3 separate regions of the Oryctolagus cuniculus genome follow, and regions 2 and 3 are each linked to region 1. Evidence: chromatin contacts called from public Hi-C and Micro-C data. All regions are on one chromosome and are shown on one strand. The core of a region is the stretch at or near the end of the contact, and the rest is flanking DNA. Distances in the headings are between cores, read along the strand shown.

Region 1 (2,700 bases), core at 70-2,569:
GACTGTTAGGCAATCCAACAGGGTTGGAAAACTTGTTGGGGGTGGATTTGAGGGGCTAGCCCCTGGCAACTATTCAAATCTTTGAAGCTCCCTGGTGAGCCCATTATTATTCGTATTTTCCAGGAGTTCACACAAGGTCAGAGGAACTCAGACCATGAGACTCTCAGAGGGGTAAGGGTCAAGCAGTCAGAGACTTTCCCCTTGGGATCTCACTGTGTCTTGTGGTAGGTCAGGAAGGTGTTATTAGGGTGAACAATTAAGAAATCAGGGAATTAAAGAGCAGAGAAGTGAGTGACTCACCCAAGGTCACCTCGTGAGTGACAGAGCTGCCACTCAACTGAAGTCTCCTGGAGTCGGGCCATGTATTTATGCACTAACCTCCCAGGCTACTCTCAGAAGGCGCAGAAGACAGAAAGAGGGTAGAGGGGAGGGGTGATGGGAGGAGGAGGTAGTGGAGGAGGAGGAGAAGGAAGAGGAGGAGGAGAGGGTGAAGGAGTGAGGCTAGGGATGGCTAAGATCCTCTCCTTTGGCAGGTGACCCATCCTCCCTACACCCCGGCTCCCCCCACCCCTCTCTCCTCAGACCCAGGGAAGCAGGCCCAAGGCCGTGTGTAGGGCAGGCCAGGCTGTCAGGTCACGTCTTTACAGAGGTGCCAGTGTGGCCCTGTGGGGCTGCTGGGCCTTCAAAGGCCACTTGTAAACCGTGATGCGGCGCAGGGGTGGCGCGGAGGGGCTGGGGCCCGGCCGGGAGGAAGGAATGGGCCTGCCTTTGGTGCCTAGAAATCAAAGCCGCCAACCTTGGGCTTTTTCTTCCCTCACACTGAGGCACTTTTATTGGCGAGATGAAGGGAGGCAGAGCGGGCCTACAGTCTTCGCTTTGCTTTTGGAGGTTAATGACCCAGTTAGCAGCTCTTGGCTGCGTTTCCGACATTTTGCAGACATCAAGCCCCGTGTCTCTGCCAAGTACATTCTGTTCCCTGGAGCTCATCCAATGCATCTCAGATTACTATGTAATGCGACAAAGAGGGAGAGGTGGCTGGGAGGGGCGGCTGGAGCGGGGCGGAGCGAGCGGGCTAGCAGAGGGCGGGGCCCGGGCCTGCGGGGCGGGGAGGGTTGCCACTCTAAATATAGCTGCCCTGCTGGAGGCACAGCACTAAAGGTGCTTACTGACTGCACCAGAGCCATCCCAAGTGAGGGTTCGGAGGGCCCGTCGTCCAGGAATCCTGCAGTGAGCAGAGCCAACCCCAAGACACAGCAGGGATAGAGGGTGGGTGTGGGGTGGACAGGAGCACTCTGGCGACTCCCGCCCTGGGAGGCGGGGGGCGGGGCCAGGGAGTTTCGGCCCCGCCCCGAGTCCTCCCCCTCTCCCCCTTCCCACCCCCACCTCCCAGCCTCCGCCTGCAGCTCCAGCACCGCTGCAGCCTGCGCTCTAATAATAGACGTGAATGGAAAGCGGCCGCTTTTGAATGATCTTGTTGCTCGCGCTGCCGTTGGAGACTGAGGAGCAGGTGCTGCCCTGCTAGATACCAAGTGATTCATTTAGAAGCACGCACACTTACTGACGCACACGAATCCTCTCACTCCCTCCCGCCAGCGCCCAGTGCTGCATTCCAGAACTGGGTTAAGAGGCCTCAGTCCAGGACTGAGGCGACAGCTTGTTTCCTACCCCAGTCATCTCCAGCCTTAGAAATCTCATGCATATCTAATGGATGGGAAGAGCCTCGATCTTTTCAACCGGCAGCGGACAAATAGTATCTCGTTTTACAGGTGGAGAAACTGAGGCTGGGATGTGGCACTGGAGTGTGGCACAGAGCACGAAGGTGAATCAGCACAGTCCAGCCCAAGAGACCTCCTCTCCTTTGCCTTATCGAAGGGTCACCTGAAACAAGTCTCACTTCAGTGCCAGTGACTCTAGGCGTGGATCTGTATGACAGATGAGCATTCCCTCTCCTTTCCTGGTTTAGCACCTACCCCTCCCTACTCCCTTACCCACACCGGAAAACCTGCTCATGCCGGCTGATTCTCAATCATGGGGATAATAGTTGCACAGCATGGAAACTGTGCCCATTTTTCTTGGCAATTATGTTAGCATCAAATCTTTTGTGTCCTATGTCAGCACAATTCTGTTATGAGGAACTATAGAGGGGGCCAAATTTAGACTTTTCTTCCTGTCAGCATCTCACACGCACCTAGTGCTCACAGTTTGCCAAGTGTTTTCAGGAACTTGATGACCGAATCCAGACGGCACAAGCAAAGTGAAAAGTCCTATGCTCATTTCTCCAGCGCCCCTGTAGCAATGGAGTCTAACAGGGAGGAAGTGACTTGCTCACAATCATCTGCTGATGAGTGGCCAGGTCAGGAGCCAAAGCCATCCCAGGCTGTGTGGAGCACGTGTGCTTTAATCTGCAAGGGGGAGCAGGAATCCTCTTAGTCAGAGGAGGGCTACAAGTGACCTGGGTGTAAGCCACCCTCGTGACTGGCCTCCTCTGCCTAGAGGTCAGAGGCCACCTCTCCCAAGACTGGCTCCCATACTTGCCCAGAGTGGGAAGCCCAATCACTTCGTCTGTCTTCATATAACTAGGCTGGTCCCACTCTCCAGCAGGACCTACGTCAGCCTCTCACCATGGTTGACCACTTGGGCCTTACCTCTTGGCCTGGGTCTCCCTGGGCTATTCCTGTCACCTCCAGATCTTTATCATGG
Region 2 (2,700 bases), core at 38-2,537, 700 kb after region 1:
GTTTCCCTGGCCTCAGAATTATTTCGAGGCTCAAATGAGATCTTAGCTGGTAAAAGTTCTTTAGGAACGGACTGGCCATGTGAAATGTAAATAAGGGATGCTCTTAAAGGTCAGAACCTTCTTTGGGGAGCAGCAGAGTGTCCCAAGAAGGCTGGTGCAGAATAAATATCACAGGAGGAATGAGAAATGGCCCTCCCCTTATAAAGCAAACTCACTCCGCACTTTACAGAAAACTGCCTTAGAAATAGCACAAGGCCATGAGATTCTCCTCATAAATGTTCCTGGAGAATAGGCTGTGGTTCCAGGGCCAGTGATGGTGGTGAGATGTGCCTAACAATGCTGTCAGCACAGAGTGCTGAATAATGACGCTGGCTGCCGGGCACCCAGACACAGGTGTAAGGGCCCGGCGAGAGCCCTGAGAAGAGCTGCACCTGCTGACGGAGCTAGCAGGCCTTCTGCCAAGGCCGACTTTAGTAACCAGCAAAGGTCTGGTACCCAGGGGGCCCATCTTCCTGACCTGTAAGACCGCCACTGTCTCCACTTTAAGGATGTACAGAGAGGCAAAATGTGGACAGGAGGCCAAGCTCAGGTCATCAGGGCCCCTGCAGTGGGTCTCTAAGTGGGTTCCACAGAGGCATAGAATTAGAGCTTCTGGGGAGAGAGCTCAGCACTATGTGGATGCCTGCTGGGTCTTCCTGCGACATTTTTAAAGAGCAACGGTCAGCACTCTTGGTGCAGTGGGTTAAACCACCACCTGTGCCGGCGGCATCCCATATGGGCACAGGTTCCAGTCCTGGCTGCTCCTCTTCTGATCCAGCTCCCTGCTAATTAGCCTGGGGAAGCAGCAGCAGATGGCCCAAGTGGGCCTCTGTCACCTACATCAGAGACCCAGATGGTGTTCTAAGCTCTTTGCTCCTGGCTTTGGCCTGGCCTAGCCCCAGCCAGTGTGTTAATTATGGGAATGAAACAAAGATAAAAGATCTCTCCCTCTCTCTCCCCCCTTCCTCCCTCCCTCTCTCTCTGCCTTCCTAATAAATAAATAAATCTTTTAAAAAAGTACTCCCACAAAAGAAAAACATCTGAAAACACTGAGCCGAATGAAGTCACGGCCAAGGTCACGCAGCCAGCCAATGCCTGCACTAACAGAGGTTGCTGTCAGAGCTACCCAGAAACCATCAGAGTTGTCTAAGACAGCTCCAAAGGGCATTCACTTCAATCAGGCAGGGCAGCCCAGCCCCAGACAAGGCTGGCGATCCTCAGCAGGGCACATATCCCAGGAATGGATATGGCCTCCATCAGGCTGGCCTCCAGGTCTGCACTCCCAGGTAAACTGTCGCTCAAAAACAGTCTTTTTGCTTAGCAGTAAGGGACCCTGAAGAAGTTAGGTGGTGTGGGGGATGGAGGAACACACATTTATTTTGACCCTGCAGGTGCTTTGTGGCACCCCAGGTTAAAAAAAGAAAGAAAGAAAATCTCTCCACTGTTCTACCTTTCTTTACCTGTGAAATGGGGATATAAGCCAATCCACAACAGCTCCGTGGGCCTGGCCAAAGGGCAGGGAAAATTCTTTAATCTGCTCAGTAACAACAAAAGAAAGTGCTAAATAAGTGAGTCAAGAAATATTTCTGGAAGAGCTATTCAACTGGAATGCTTGGAGAGCCACCCGCACTGCAATAACTCGCTCTGTGCTCATCGTCAGAGCATGCATAAGCCCGGTTTTAAAAGGGGACTTTATGGCTCCAGAGGCAGCCAAATAAATAAATAAACACGTAGAAATCTCTGTGTGACTTATGAAAGTTGTTAGTGAGAACATTATGCTCGAAATGAGAACGTGATCTCTCTCCTCCTCCCCCCCCCATTTCATATCTTCTCCCCAGCCACTTTTGGTAGTGAGCAGTTTGTTATGTATCCAAGGGCAGTGACACAGACTCCTGCACTGCACAGCCGATCCATCTAAAAACATATCATCTGTCTGTGCGGCAGAAAGCCCAGTTGGAATAAGCAAGTTCTGTGCGTTCAACTAGAAAACACTTCTTGTTCTCACTGTCAAAATAATTCTGTATTAAACTTCTGGGATATGTGACTAATGTGCTTGGAACCTTTTGCTGCGGCGGGTTTATTTATTTTAGGGAGGGGAGTGCTGCTGCTGGGGGTGGTGAGAGAGACAGAGGAGGAGAGAAAGGGAAGGGCGAGCCAGGAGGAACAGGCCCACGGGCCCGCGCTCCCGCTCGAGGAGCTCGCTCTGCCACTGCTCATCATCAGAAGCGCCAGAAAGAGCCAAGCCCGGCTAGAAAGGAGAGGAAAAGGCAGGCAGTGCACACTCCCAGAGGTAAGGCTGCCTCACAGTTCCTGAAAAGACTCTGAAATTTAGAAAGGAAAAGCAAAACACACACCCCAGAGTAATCCTATCACAGCCCTTCTCCAAACCCCCACGGTAATCGTTCCCTTCTGCTTGGAGAAAAGTCCCAAACGGTATAGGGGCGCCCGGGACGCCTCGCTGATTCCATACAGATGTCTCACCTCCATGCCCCTCCCGACTCAGCCGGCCACTCCCAAACTCTCCACATATGTTTATGCCCATGCGGTTCCCTTTGTCTCGGGTCTCTCTCCTTTTGTTTATTGAAGTCTGAAAGGCCTCGCAAGGCCTAGGACACCACCTTCCCCAGGAAGCCCACTCCAGTGCACAAACAGCACACCTGG
Region 3 (2,766 bases), core at 182-2,681, 900 kb after region 1:
TGTGCATGGGGAACGAGGAGTTCCACCCCGAGATAAGTCTCCCCCTCGTGACTGCTGCTGGGGTTGTGGGGAGTAGGGGAAGGTTTCACTACTCTCCTTATCTGTGCTGCGCTTGCAAATCACTGACCTGATCATTTGCAGAATCTTATTCCAGAATCTTATTCCAGAAAGCGGTGTTTCAGTACAGAGTGAAATTCTTTACCTGGAGCGCAGGGCTTCCCAGACCCAGAATTCAGCTTGACAAGACATGCGATTTCACTCATCATCACACCGTCTTAAGCAGGGCAACCAGGTGGGGACAAGGACGTTAGTGGGTAAGAGTCATGCACCCCAGGACGACCCAAGTTGTTACTGACTTGGGAGCTACTGGGAAAGCCACCGCTCTTTCAAGGAGCTCAGTTTTTGCAACTGTCAAATGCTGAGACTGGAGTGAGCATGGTGCTCGCAACTCCTTTAGCCTCTGGGTGTTTCCTTCTTTCTGAGGATGCAGTGGGCACCTAGCAGGTGCACATGGTGAAAGAGATGGGGCTGCGGACTCAGGGCCCCTCCATTTATCCGTTGTGCAGTCAGATGGCTTCTACAGACTCTACAATGTGCAGGAAGTTAGATACATTCCTTTTAGCCCCAACACTGGGCTTCTAAGGATGAGGACTGCCAAGGTGAACAGCGTTAACCACTTCAGGTTGCGATGGCGCAACAACGGGTGTGGAGAGCAGCTTGGTACAGTTGTGCCTTTCACAGGTGGACAGCGCCTTTTAGCTTGGGATGTGGTTGCACAAGAGTTGTCTCTGGAGCTTAGTCAGCAGTGCTCACTGAGGCGTTTGCACAGGGTCTTTCGTGGCGCATGGCTTAGACGGTGGCAGAGCAGGGCTGCAAAGAGAACGAGGAGACCACGTGAGCCTTGAAGGGCTCAGCACCTGATGGAGAACAGGGGCAGGGGAACAAGTCAATGCCATTGCCCACGAGAGGAGCCGTGAGAGGGGTGCACATGCATCCTGGCAGGCCTCCAGGAGGAGTTCCCAGGGCAGGTACACAGGAGCCACTGAGGGAAGGAGATCATGAGCAGGGAACAGGTGAGCACCCTGTCACTGGGGATGGGGGGAAGAGCTTGTGGGGACCTGGCTTTGGGGATAGAACGCAGGTTAAGCCGCAAAGTTAGGCTGCCTCTTTGCTGGGAAGGGATCTGAATGCGAGGCAAGGAATTTGGACCCTGTGGCTGTTAGACGTCCATTTTCCAGGTGAGGAAACAGGCTCCGAGCACTGAGGCCCTTTCTGAAGCCTCCTACACCGGCCCGGCCCAGCCGGAACCCTGCGCCCAAGGCTTTCTGCTACCCTGTGCTGCCGCCAGCAGGCCGGAGTGGCAGTAGGCCCAGCGCAGGAGAGGCTTCTGTGCTGTTTACCCTGCTCCCGCGGGGCCGGCTCTGGCAGGGAGCAGCAGTGGGTGGGGTGGGGGCTGAGGAGGAGAGGAGGGGCCTGACAACAAGGGCTGCATTCAAGGCCTGCACTGGAGCGGGCCAGGAGAATGGAAAGCTACAGTCTGTCGGAGCCGTCCAGCCTTGGCAAGGCGGCTGGGGCCTTATAAGGCAATGTTGTTCTCTCCCAGCCAGTGGGGCTGGGACGGAGCTGTGTGCCCACAGGACAGAGCTGCCCTTGTGGCGGGAGGCTGGGGTGCCCCCGCCCCTCCTCTATGAGCCGGAGCTCTCAATGGACCAGTCTGCAGGCTCAGCATTCCCCCTCACCCCCGGCAGCCCCGGGGTGTGTGCAGCCCCTGCCCCTGCCATGCTCGCCCGCTGCCCATGGCCCCGGGGCTGATTGAAGGAAAAGGAAAAAAAGAAAACCAAACAAAGACTTGGCAAGGCCTCATTGCTATTTGACGCTGAATTACCCAGAAAACAGACACAAGGCAAATTCTCTCGCTTTTCCCTGCAGAATGCACAAGGAAGGGGATCCGTCTCCAACCTCCTTCCTTGCTCCACACCCTTGTCTCTCCCCCTTGTGACTTCAGAGCTCTCAGCACCAAGATCCTGTCCAGCGCAGAAAGGCAGGACACAGAGAGTGGGAAGAAGCAGCCTGGTGTGCGTGCCTTCTCCACCTCCCGGGACAGAGCAGGAGCCACTGAGACCCTTACAGGAGAAGGATGAGTCTCTTCTGTCTTCTCACCTGTCCACGCGGGCCAGAGGGCTTGGGAGACTACAAGACAACAGGGGAAAAAGAGCGCCTGCCCGGCAGGCGACACAGAACACTCCCTGGGCAAGGACAGGAGGCACTCATCAGCTTCAGAGAGAGGGCCTTTCCTTAGCCTGTGAGGCGGAGAGCATTCAAGCACAGATCCCTAAGAGATCGCCTTGAACTTGAGATGGGGGGGCAGCAAGCAGCCTTTTACTTTGACCCTTCCTAGACTCGAAGCCCATGAAACCTGGAACCCCAGGGAAACGGGGCAGCCAGTGCAGCCGTCTGCCCACAGCTGAAGCCACCTCTTACAGTGAACTTGGTGGCATTCAGCCAGCCTGGGCCCCTCCAGTGACCAGGACCCTGGTCCCTCAAGGCAGGCTGTCCAGCAGCTGCAGGTCACCCCAATGGGTCAGTCATCACGGCGCTCCCGGGGGGCACCAAGAGGAGTGAGTCGTGGGGAACGGACTCCTACTCTGAGGAGTCAGCCATCCAGAGGTGAGCACGCAATGATCAAAATGCAAGAGGACACAGTCAGAGCTCTAAGAGCAGCAGGAAAAAGGCTCTCAGAGTGGAGAGGAGGGAGAAATTCCACTT

Evidence for each region. A called contact is a pair of places that touch in the nucleus more often than the background predicts.
Region 2: a contact with region 1 is called in a Hi-C map of psoas muscle, with 9 times the contacts expected there. The contact joins two enhancer-like sites. A contact is called at or near these places in 2 of 6 Hi-C or Micro-C datasets (psoas muscle and skin fibroblasts).
Region 3: a Micro-C map of ear pinna shows a contact between it and region 1, with 6 times the contacts expected there. The contact joins two enhancer-like sites. A contact is called at or near these places in 3 of 6 Hi-C or Micro-C datasets (ear pinna, psoas muscle and skin fibroblasts).

The regions. Positions count from the first base shown.
Region 1 is chr4:90,695,067-90,697,766 of mOryCun1.1, forward strand. No RefSeq gene overlaps it. Among named protein-coding and RNA genes, the nearest start is that of TPRG1, 240 kb to the left of the region's middle. Within about 2 kb of position 1,320, at least 4 of the 8 cell types and tissues checked have an H3K27ac peak or open chromatin away from gene starts, as enhancers often do. A contact at or near this core is called in ear pinna, where this site is marked.
Region 2 is chr4:91,395,659-91,398,358 of mOryCun1.1, forward strand. All of the region lies in intron 2 of LPP (LIM domain containing preferred translocation partner in lipoma), which reads right to left. Among named protein-coding and RNA genes, the nearest start is that of LPP, 110 kb to the right of the region's middle. Within about 2 kb of position 1,288, at least 4 of the 8 cell types and tissues checked have an H3K27ac peak or open chromatin away from gene starts, as enhancers often do.
Region 3 is chr4:91,594,885-91,597,650 of mOryCun1.1, forward strand. The region is part of intron 2 of LOC108177991 (a long non-coding RNA gene); the gene reads left to right. Among named protein-coding and RNA genes, the nearest start is that of LPP, 94 kb to the left of the region's middle. Within about 2 kb of position 1,432, at least 5 of the 8 cell types and tissues checked have an H3K27ac peak or open chromatin away from gene starts, as enhancers often do. A contact at or near this core is called in ear pinna, where this site is marked.